Regions from separate parts of the Gossypium hirsutum genome. Here region 2 is linked to region 1. A link is a contact called in public Hi-C data. All regions are on one chromosome and are shown on one strand. Each heading gives the region's core, a stretch centred on a gene start, on an enhancer-like site or on the middle of the called end of the contact. The rest is flanking DNA. Distances are from core to core; before and after follow the strand shown. Region 1 has its middle 7.1 kb from the start of LOC121229057. Region 2 holds the start of LOC107921394 (coleoptile phototropism protein 1).

Region 1 (4,860 bases), core at 1,661-4,160:
ATGTCCCTGACATAGTCTTATACGAAATCACATACTGATGTCATATCCCAGATTTGGTCTTATACGGAATCTCGGTAACCCTAATATCATGACATTTGTATTCTTTCCATTCCTTGAAACTTTGTCAAAATCGTCATTAATCAATTTCATAGAAACAATTATACAATTCAAGCAATATCAAGGTATTAAATACATATCAACATAATGTTGAGTTATTTACACATGAACTTACCTCGATACCAAAAACGGCAAAAAAGGACCAAACCGTCAATTTCTCATATTTCCTCCGTTCTAGGTCCGAACCTCGTTTTCTTTAATCTATAACATCACATTTAACTTATTTATTAGTCAAATTATTCAATGTGACCCAAAAATCACATTATGGTAAAATTATGTTTTTGCCCCTAAAGTTTCACATATTTACACTTTTGCCCTTAGGCTCTTAAAAATGAAATATGTTAAATTTTTTTTTACTACCCATGCATAGCCGAATCATTTTCATACTTATAGCAGCCCACATTTTCCATTAAAATAGATTTTTAAACAAGTTTCTTAACTTTTACAATTTAGTTCTTTTATGCATTTTTACTGAAAATTACTTAGCAAAAGTTGTTTCTCTAACATCAAACTTACATATTCCTCCATTAAACATCAAAACACATACATGTCACACATGGGTAAATTTTTAAACATGAACCCTACTTCAAATCAATGGTAGAAATAGGTAAATCGGGTTACGAGGACTTCAAAAATGTAAAGAACATTAAACACGGGGCTAGGATGCACTTACTATGGAGCTTGAAAGCTTGAACAAAACCCTAGCCATGGCTTCTCTTCTAATTTTGGCTGGAGGTAGAAGATGGACAAGGATTTTGGCTTATTTTCCCTTTTTAATTCATTTATTTACCAAATGACTAAAACGCCCTTAATGCCTTTATTTCAAAATTCACCTAACCATATCCATTTTTGTCCACCAACTTAACCAATGGTATAATTACCATATAAGAACCTCTAATTTAAAGTTTCATAACAATTGGACACCTCTAGCATGTAGAACTCAACTTTTGTAGTTTTTACGATTTAGTCCTTTTGACTAAATTGAGTGCTCAAACGTCAAAATTTTCAAACAAAATTTTCACGAGTTTATCTCATGAAATTGTAGACCATAAAAATATAGTAAAATATAATTTTACCATGTCAGATTTTTGGTCCCGAAATTACTGTTCTGACTAGGCCCAAAATCGGGCTGTTATGGTTGACTTCATGAATATTTTTGTATTTAGGACTTAGATTTATTTAGTTACTATTTAAATAGTTTTGTAATACTTTTATATTTAATCGTGTTATGCATTAATTTATATAAATTTTTTAGAAGTTTTAATTTTTTGAAATTGGACCCTACAATCAAAATATTTTGGCTCCACCCTTGGTTATTAGTCAAGAGTTGTCACTTAATTACTAACAAAAAGTCATAATTATTTAAGTAGATATCTAATGAATAATTATATTTATTGCTAAAAGACGTGGCGATCCATTTGGATAGATATATAAAGAGGCATGAAAACTCCTATAAATAAGAGTTACAGTTCATTTGTTTGGTACACAAAAACACATCAAAAGTTAATAAACAAAACTTTAATTTAATCTCTTGCATCTAATATTCCTTGATTGCTCTATAAAGAATTACTGCAAAAGTTTTTTTTTTATAGAATTTCACACTCTTGTTATGCTCCGCTCGATGCTCAGTGGACTATTTTCATCTGTACAAAACACTGATAGTCATTGGGGTTCTTTGTATCTCCGATGTTCATTTGTTAGTAACTATTTTGCCTATCAAAATATAAGTGGGGGCGAATAAAATCTTTAAAAAAAAGTGACATTGATACATACATTGAACATTCATTAATTTTTTATAAAACAAGAGAGAATTATATTATTAAAAAGTTATATGCTAATTTAGAAAATCAAAACCACAAAACTCAAAAATTTTAATACATCAATAATATTAAATATACTTCCGTATTTAACTTTTTACATCAGAATCCAAGATATTACTCCATTACCGATACTTTTTTCGAAGTCTCAGCACAGCTCTCTAGACCACATTTATATGAATCACCTTTAATCTCCAACACCACATTTAACGTCAACAAAATTAGGAAAAACAATTAAGATATCAAAATATTATTTATATATATATATATTACATGTCAGTATATGCGTGTTTGTGAAAATACGAGAATAATATAAAAGTGAGGAATTTATTTGAAAAATTACGACAGGTATATGTTTAAAAAAGTTTTGATTTTGAAGAAATTGAATTTTACGATTTCAGGTTTTGTTTTTTTAAGTTAGATCAATTTCGATATTATCTATTTTTAAATCGGAATTATTTTAAATTTAAACTTTTACGAGTTTAATATTTTAATTTTTTATTAAATTTAATTTGAATAAATTTATTCAAAATTATTTTATTTAATTTTCCGATTTGAACTTATTTTAATTATATATATTATCTTACTTTTACATTTATTTATAATTATTTATTTATATATATAAATATTTTTTTGGCTATCATTGGATTGTTTTATTCCATTCATTAATAAAAGAAGGAGGAAAAAAAAAACCAAAAACTGCAAATGCAGCTTTCAAATATTATGTGGATAAAAAAACAAGCAATGAGAATGGCGTGATTACACCCCTCAGTTGCATCACAGTTTTGCCATCCAACTGTAATTTTGTACCATGTCACACTGCACTGGAACTAATCGAGGATTTAGAGGAGCCCTAAAATACCTAACCATATTATATTTGCATGGTTCAAAATACCTTGAAAAGCAGTATCATCGTGATCCAAATATTTGTGGATATTCTATGTTATCCCCCATATATAACAATATATTTATTATGGTTGGCCCATTGGTGGGACCAAATGCCAGCAAGAGAGACACCTCTCTAATTCAATAGGCCACAGATCTTTAATGCCCCAAAAGGAACTTTTAATAACTCAATAGCATGTCAATTGCTAAGCTTTAAGTTGAAATTATAAAAATTTAAGTTTAAGTTTTACCTTATGTAAGTAGGTAAGTTTTCTTCTAATTTATTCTCATTATAGTTGGTTAGTTAATTAATCATGGAGTTAGTCATAAAGTAAGTATTCTCCTCTACATTTATTTTAATTATAGTTAATTTGAATTTAATTAATTATTGAGTAAATCAATTAATTTGATGCTTGTAGTGATTGATGTAATAATTAACTAAACCTAGAGGTAAATAAAATAATTGCTCTCTAGCAGAGTTGGATAAAGAAAAGAAAAATGAAAGTGCAAAGTTTAATTTGGTCTTGGATCATGGAAAAAAAAGGAAAGCGCGAAATCATACTCAAGCAAATCATATAGAATTCCTTAAGATGTTTATGTAGGTTTTCGTTTTGCAGACCATAAAAAGTGGATAATAAGTGTATCAAACCTAATTTTAATTCAAATGATGCATCTACTGTCAGGTAAGCAATACCCAACGATTGTTGTTCATCAAGTGCCTCGGTAAATTGCCTAATGGTGCGATTTTGAGCCATGACTTCTAGTTAAAAAGATAGTTTGTCAACGATTTTTGTCATTGCTCTACCTCCTTCTTTGATTTCGTTGTCTGAAACTTCAGACCCGTCTGACCATTTGTCCCGTCTTATTGTTTCTCTACATATTGCTCGAGTGATTTTCTTGATTTTGGGGTCAAACTCTAGTGGTTCTCTTGGATCTAACCTAATCATAAAGAGAAAATAACAAAAATTAGAATTTTTTCAATCCCTAACAACAAGGCCAAATTTTGATGGGTGTCAAGTCCACCTAAAATAAAATTTCTATGCCTAAATAGTAAATAAATAGAAGTATAGTGAGTAGGGTCAATCCCATAGAGACTAGGATATCTAAAATTGTCATTCGATTTAACAAAATTACATGCTAGGTAACTGTTGTGCCCACGATGTATGACGATCTGTGCTAAAATAAAAATGGGAATTAAATTTGATTAAAATAAAAAATAATTAAAATCAAAATAATAGTAAAGATAAACAGAAACGAAATTAGATTGAATAAAGCGATGTGATAATATTCTAACTTCAGGCTCAATTCTGACTCTTGTTTTGAACTGATCCTTGATAACAAATCTTTTCCTTCAACCGATAAGTTGGTTATAGTGGTCAATGATGCCTCAGACCACCAACCTTTCCTTGTCTAAATTAATTGCGGGAATGCCTAACAACTAACCCTTACCAAACGAACAACCACAAAATGCATATCCACGATTTAACACTTCGCTAGCTTCGTGAATTATAAGTGCCCAACTCGAATCAACAACTTCAATCATGCAAGTCGTTTAAATCTGATTTTTATGAGACGGTGTCCCTCTCCTAAATCAGAGAAGTAAAAAAATACCGAAATGAAAGTTTTTAAGTGCGAGTTCTAATCATATCTACTTTTTTGACTCAATTGGAATAAAAGTTTAGTCTTACTAAAATTTTGTAATCTGATCTAGTATTGAAGAGCTATTCGAAAAATTTAAAAGATAAAATATTAGAAAATTAAAATATTATCATAATGAAAAATTTAAAAGTATAATTTTTACAATCTTAAAATAAATATCTTTTTTGGCCCAAAACTTTTACACAACCCATATCTTTGACTCTTTTCTATTTTTCAGATTTTGCTTTTGCACCTAATCAAAAATCAAATAATAAGCTTAAAATTAATGACATTTCACTAAAAAAATTATTAAAATTAAACATAATAATCGTGTAAATTGAACGTATTATCAAATTGATTGGTACATTGATAATGTAATTTTTTTTTTAATTTTCTAAGTGAA
Region 2 (5,300 bases), core at 2,572-5,071, 39 kb before region 1:
GGGCTGCCCGGCCATGCACACCTCTAATTGAAACTTAAAAAAATTCAAAATTTAAAAATAATTACTTTGATCTACCATCCAAATATTTTGCAAGTCAATGCCGATCAATTTTTTTGAACCAATTTGACTAAAAAATTCAGTATTTCGATAGTCATTCATCAAAAACGAATTTTGACATTGGTCAATGCTAGTTAAAGACAGTCAAATTCGACAATTTTATTTTTATTTTTATAAGTTAAAAAAAATGGCTGTTTTCTTTTCTTTTCTTTTTTTTTTAAGTTTTCTAAATTTTTAGTTGAAAGTTTCAAATTCCATAATTTTAAAATTTTTATTTTTATATGTATTTTTAGTTATTATTTATTTTTTTATAGTTCCTAAAAGTTTAAATATTTTTATTTTCTGAACAAATTGATTTATATACATACGGTTTCCTACTTAGGATTTTTGTAACCTATTATTCGATGAATCTTGAAAACTAAGATGCATCTAAAATCGGTTAAAACAACGCAAACCTGACAAACAACTGACAAAAGATCAACAGTTGACTGACCGACGAAAGTTGGTGGCGATTGGCAGTGGCCAACGATAAGGGTTGTCATAATATAGAATTCATTGAAGAAGTTTTCCTTTTTATAGAGGACAACTAATCATATATGTTATTCATTGAGGTTGTCCCAAGACGACTTATTTGTGGTAGATGATGTGATAGATGTTAAGTTTATGGTTATACACTCAAGACTATTTTAATTTAGTAAGTTCCTATAAAGCTCAACTTTACTGAAAAATTTTGGTAAGACATTTTTTTTTAAAAAGTCTTGATTTTATCTTTTTTTTTGAAGAATGATTTTATTTGGCAATTTATTTTTCACCAAATAAACACGGTAAAATAATGAATATATTTTACGAAAAATATGTTACCCTAAATTTTATATTTGTTAAAGTACAAACTCAATATTCTGCCGATGTTTAAAGGTTGAATTTGATTTCAGTTTAATTTTGCCAGGTCCAGAGTTTAGATTCAAACTCGATTTTATGGGCCTAATTTTAAAGTTCAAAGTATGGTTTTAATGGTCCATATCCAAAGAGTCTAATGGCCCAGATTCAATGCAATTGGAGCAGGTTAAGTTGTCCATTTTTGGGCCCAAAATTTTAAGGTTTTTTTTTCTTCTTCTTCTTCTTATTGCATATTATTATATTGAATACTTTATTTTATATTATATGTGTTACATTATATATTCAAAAAATATATATTTTTATTATATATAAAATTTTTATTGATTTTTTTTGTAAGGAAAGGGATTATTGAATCTTGGTAATTAGGTTAAAATATTGACGTATGTTACGTTAGTTTTTCAAAGTTCAATGAGTTGATATGCTTAAGCACACATAGTTATGGCCTAGTGACCATGTAAAACCACGGGGAGAGATATAAAATTTGTTGATGAAAAGGAAGCTTTTATGTTCTACTTGATGCATGATCTTTGAACTTGTTTTTGAAGCTTTCGTTTACACATTTGCAATTGATTGAGTTGCATCTTCATATTCTCCACCTCTTTTCTTATCAACATAATCTCCTTTTGAGGTGCTATGAATCCCTTCTCTAAACATTTCTTATTATTCATTTTCATTATTGTTTGAGTCGTTGTTCTTGGATTAATATTTGACTTAGTAGCTGATATCGATCTAGCCATTTTTACTTGCTCAAGAAGCATGAATTCCGTTACGATTTTCAACGGCAATCGACTGTTCCTCATTGCATGTTGGCGTGCATCTTCTGATAATCTATGATACTCCATTGCTTTGCACACACTAGCTCTTTCTTCCTCCATTAGACTTGGATGTGCCTACACAATTGTTGCACAAACTTTGAATTAGGTAAACTACTATTACTTAGAAAGAAAGTAAGTTATTCAGGGGTGAAGTACATACCTTGAGGTACATGTCTATGGCTCTATAAAGGTTGTTATCGCACGATCGAGCATTTGTCGGTAATGCGTCCACAAGTAATTTGAAATCAATGAGTTTAAGGTTAATATCCCTTGCAATTAGAGTAAGGTAACCATCAATCAACCTTCCAACAATGCATAGTCTTGCCCTAGAGTTTTTCATGGCCAATAAAACATAAGCGTTGACCACCCTAATCACAATTCCAACATCATATGTAGTATCCTTATCTCCATAGTTCTTAACCAAGAGATCTTGAGCACAACATTGCTCCAACATGGAAGCTATTCTTGTTTCTAGTTTGCTCAACAACTCAAAATTTACTTGCATTTTCAACCCCAACTTGACAAGGTAAAGTAGAAAGTTGCAAGAAACTGAGTTTTTCTCCACTGGAAGCATATTAATTAAACTTTCAATGGTAATTCTTTGTAGCTTTTCAGTCAAATGCTTGGGTATTGTCGGGTCATCAAATACAAATGTGGTACTCGAAAACCATTTCGCCGTCCAATGAGCTATACATGATCCAACAAGCTCCGGTTTCACCCCTTTTCGTTTAATCGATTCGATCACTTGGATAAAATGATCAATTCGAAGGGTCGAAACATCTTGAAACCACCAAGTATCACTTGGTTCTCCAATATTCAAGTTCCCATTACTATTTTGTCCTAAAGTAAAAGCTTTGGGGTCAGTTGAGGCCTTCCAAGCAATGGCATCAGAGCATTGTTTCACAATAAGCAAATCTTTGGACCAAGGTGACACAGATTCACAGCTTTTGAGTACCTTAAAAGTGTCTTTCCAAGATGAGAAAATTGCAAAGCTCAAAAACGCCTCTGTTTTGGAAATGAGATTACCTTGGTGAAGATCATCACTCATTTCCAAGAAATTTGCAGCACAATAGAGTGGAGCAATGGTGGTAGCTGTTACATCCACCTTAAATCCATAGCAGAAGTTGACAATTGATTCAAAGGTGTTGGTTCCACCAGGAAGGTCATCCAACACAATCTTGAGGTTGCCTCCATTTTGTCCATGTCCCTCACTTCTTTTTGCAAATACAAGTCTATTCAAATATCCACTTTTCGAAACCATAGCAAGCTGAGGATCACAACATGATCACTTATTTATAAATTGTAATAGCAAATTATCTTAAGATATGACAAATGCAATGAATTACTAATTTCACATAAATGATTGTAAAGTTAAAATTGAATTAATATGGTAAATTATAAAAAAATTAAAACATAATACGAAAATACAGTTGGCCTTTGTGTTGGGCACAATTTGAACATGATAATGACAAATCTGTCCACATATATCCCATCAGAAACAAAAGGCATAATATTTGGTAAAACGATTCCCTACATAATATATGAAAAATATTTTTATGTAAGCCATCCCCTCCCCAAATTTATAATAATTTACAAAAATAAGTTTATTTCCATCTGGCAAAATTAATAATAATCCCATGCTTCACTAATAAAGACAAGTATATAGTTGTTGCTGACCTTGTGTAAGTAAAAGCTAAAATCTCCAACCTGCACCATTAAATCACTTGCAACTTTGGTCCTAACAAACCTGCGTCAGACGAAATCAAAACAGGAGCTTATTAATATCATCTCTACATAAACACCACCATATATACCTATATGTACCAGAAGAAGAAGAAGAAGAATTTAACCAGTCATTGTTTCTTCTTTCCAATTCCTCAGCAACAATGCTAGACTTTGGTGGATAAATAACACAATGGTTAGGCTTCCCACCCAGCACTGAACCATGAGTACTCTGATGTTCCTCTCTACAACCCATCATCTTAGATCTCATTTTTCCTCTATAGCTATAAGTCCTTGAACCATCATCTTTGGGCTATAGTGTTATTTATACACAATGAATTAGCAGTGTACGTGGGCAGAGATGGGTGGGGGGTTATTTATTGCATTTAATTATTCCAAAGTGGTTAAAGCCATGAAGATGGTTTGGTACCCATTGCCTGTCTGCCACAGAAAGAATATATGGATGGACAGCTTATAGCCAACACATTGACAATTTATGTTCTTCATTCTCATCCATATATATCATTACACCAATCACCCTTTTACGTCAGTGTCGATAGTATATATATACATAAATGTATAGTGCTCTTTTTTTATGATTGATCCATGTATTATCAAGAAAAGTATCATAATCTTTTGGGAGGAAAAAGTTGTAAAATTCAAACATTAGAGACGGTATTGTTGAAAGGTATAGTTATAAATATCAAACATGATATTTAAAACGGACATGAAAAATAAGAAAAAGAATTTAGATAAAATGATATTTATTATATGGGTGAAAGAATGATGAAGTAGAAACTAATTTTTCTTCTTCTTAATGAAAGCAATTATTTATTTTCAAATTACATTATAAAATTCCAGTAGTTTTTTAAAGAATTAGTTTTAAAAAAAATTCAAAAGTAAAAATTACCATTATAATACAAGTTACTGGTTTTTATAATTTTTTTTTATTTTTTAACCATTTCTCAATTTTATTTCAATGAACAAATTAATAGTAATATAGAGAATAATCTTATTTATATTTTCAAGCTATTAACATAAATAAGTTATATAAAATGTAAAATCAATTGAAGAAATTTATGATTCATGAATTTTGATTTAGTGTAATTATACATGTGAAACTTTTATTGTGATTTATATATATAAATAGAACTTTAAGTTTAATTCAATTGTACAATTTTAAAAAATATATATATATACTAATTGCTTGTATATACAATATATAATTGCAAAATGATACTATGACGATAATATTATTAATAGTTTATAAAAATTAACTCAAAATAAAACTTATATAAAATTAAAATTCATAAATCATATTGCACATATGTATTTTTAATACTTTAAATACATAATCATAGTGGAAAAAAAAGTGTAGTTGGGTGACGAAATATTACAATTTCATGGCTGAAAATACCTGGAAAGGCAGAATGATGATGATCCAAGAATTTGTGGATAGTCTATGCTATGGACCCATATAAGAGAAGGTATTTATGATGGTTAGGACCGAATGTCAGCTAAGAGAAAGACCTCTATAATTCGAAAGGCCACACAAATTATTGAAAGTTCCTTTGAAGCAAAAGCTCAGGTGGCAATCCAGTGTATAAGAGGTTGTGGCCTAGTCCTGAAGGAGGAGTAGAGTAATTAATAACAATTATGGAAAAGAGCTGCATGAAGTGTCAACTACTGAGCTTCTTGCTCTTATACCCTCACTTTCAAGATGTTTCTCTATTGGACTTTGTAAAAAGAGTAAAACAAAAATACGAAAAACTTATTTGTGTTTCGGAATACTAACTCTTCAACCTTTTA

Evidence for each region. Hi-C and Micro-C count contacts between places; a contact is called where the count stands out from the background.
Region 2: a contact with region 1 is called in a Hi-C map of leaf, with 3 times the contacts expected there. The contact joins the promoter of LOC107921394 here to the enhancer-like site in region 1. A contact is called at or near these places in 19 of 34 Hi-C or Micro-C datasets (anther, callus, fibers and 4 more).

Annotation. Positions count from the first base shown.
Region 1 is chrA01:17,330,406-17,335,265 of Gossypium_hirsutum_v2.1, reverse strand. No RefSeq gene overlaps it. Among protein-coding and RNA genes, the nearest start is that of LOC121229057, 7.1 kb to the right of the region's middle. Within about 2 kb of position 2,910, at least 1 of the 9 cell types and tissues checked has an H3K27ac peak or open chromatin away from gene starts, as enhancers often do. A contact at or near this core is called in leaf, where this site is marked.
Region 2 is chrA01:17,369,701-17,375,000 of Gossypium_hirsutum_v2.1, reverse strand. LOC107921394 (coleoptile phototropism protein 1) reads right to left here and starts at 3,821. Exons shown (of 4, transcript XM_016851250.2): 1 at 3,620-3,821; 2 at 3,447-3,516; 3 at 1,930-3,036; 4 at 1,435-1,844. The coding sequence starts at 3,762. The coding sequence ends at 1,464.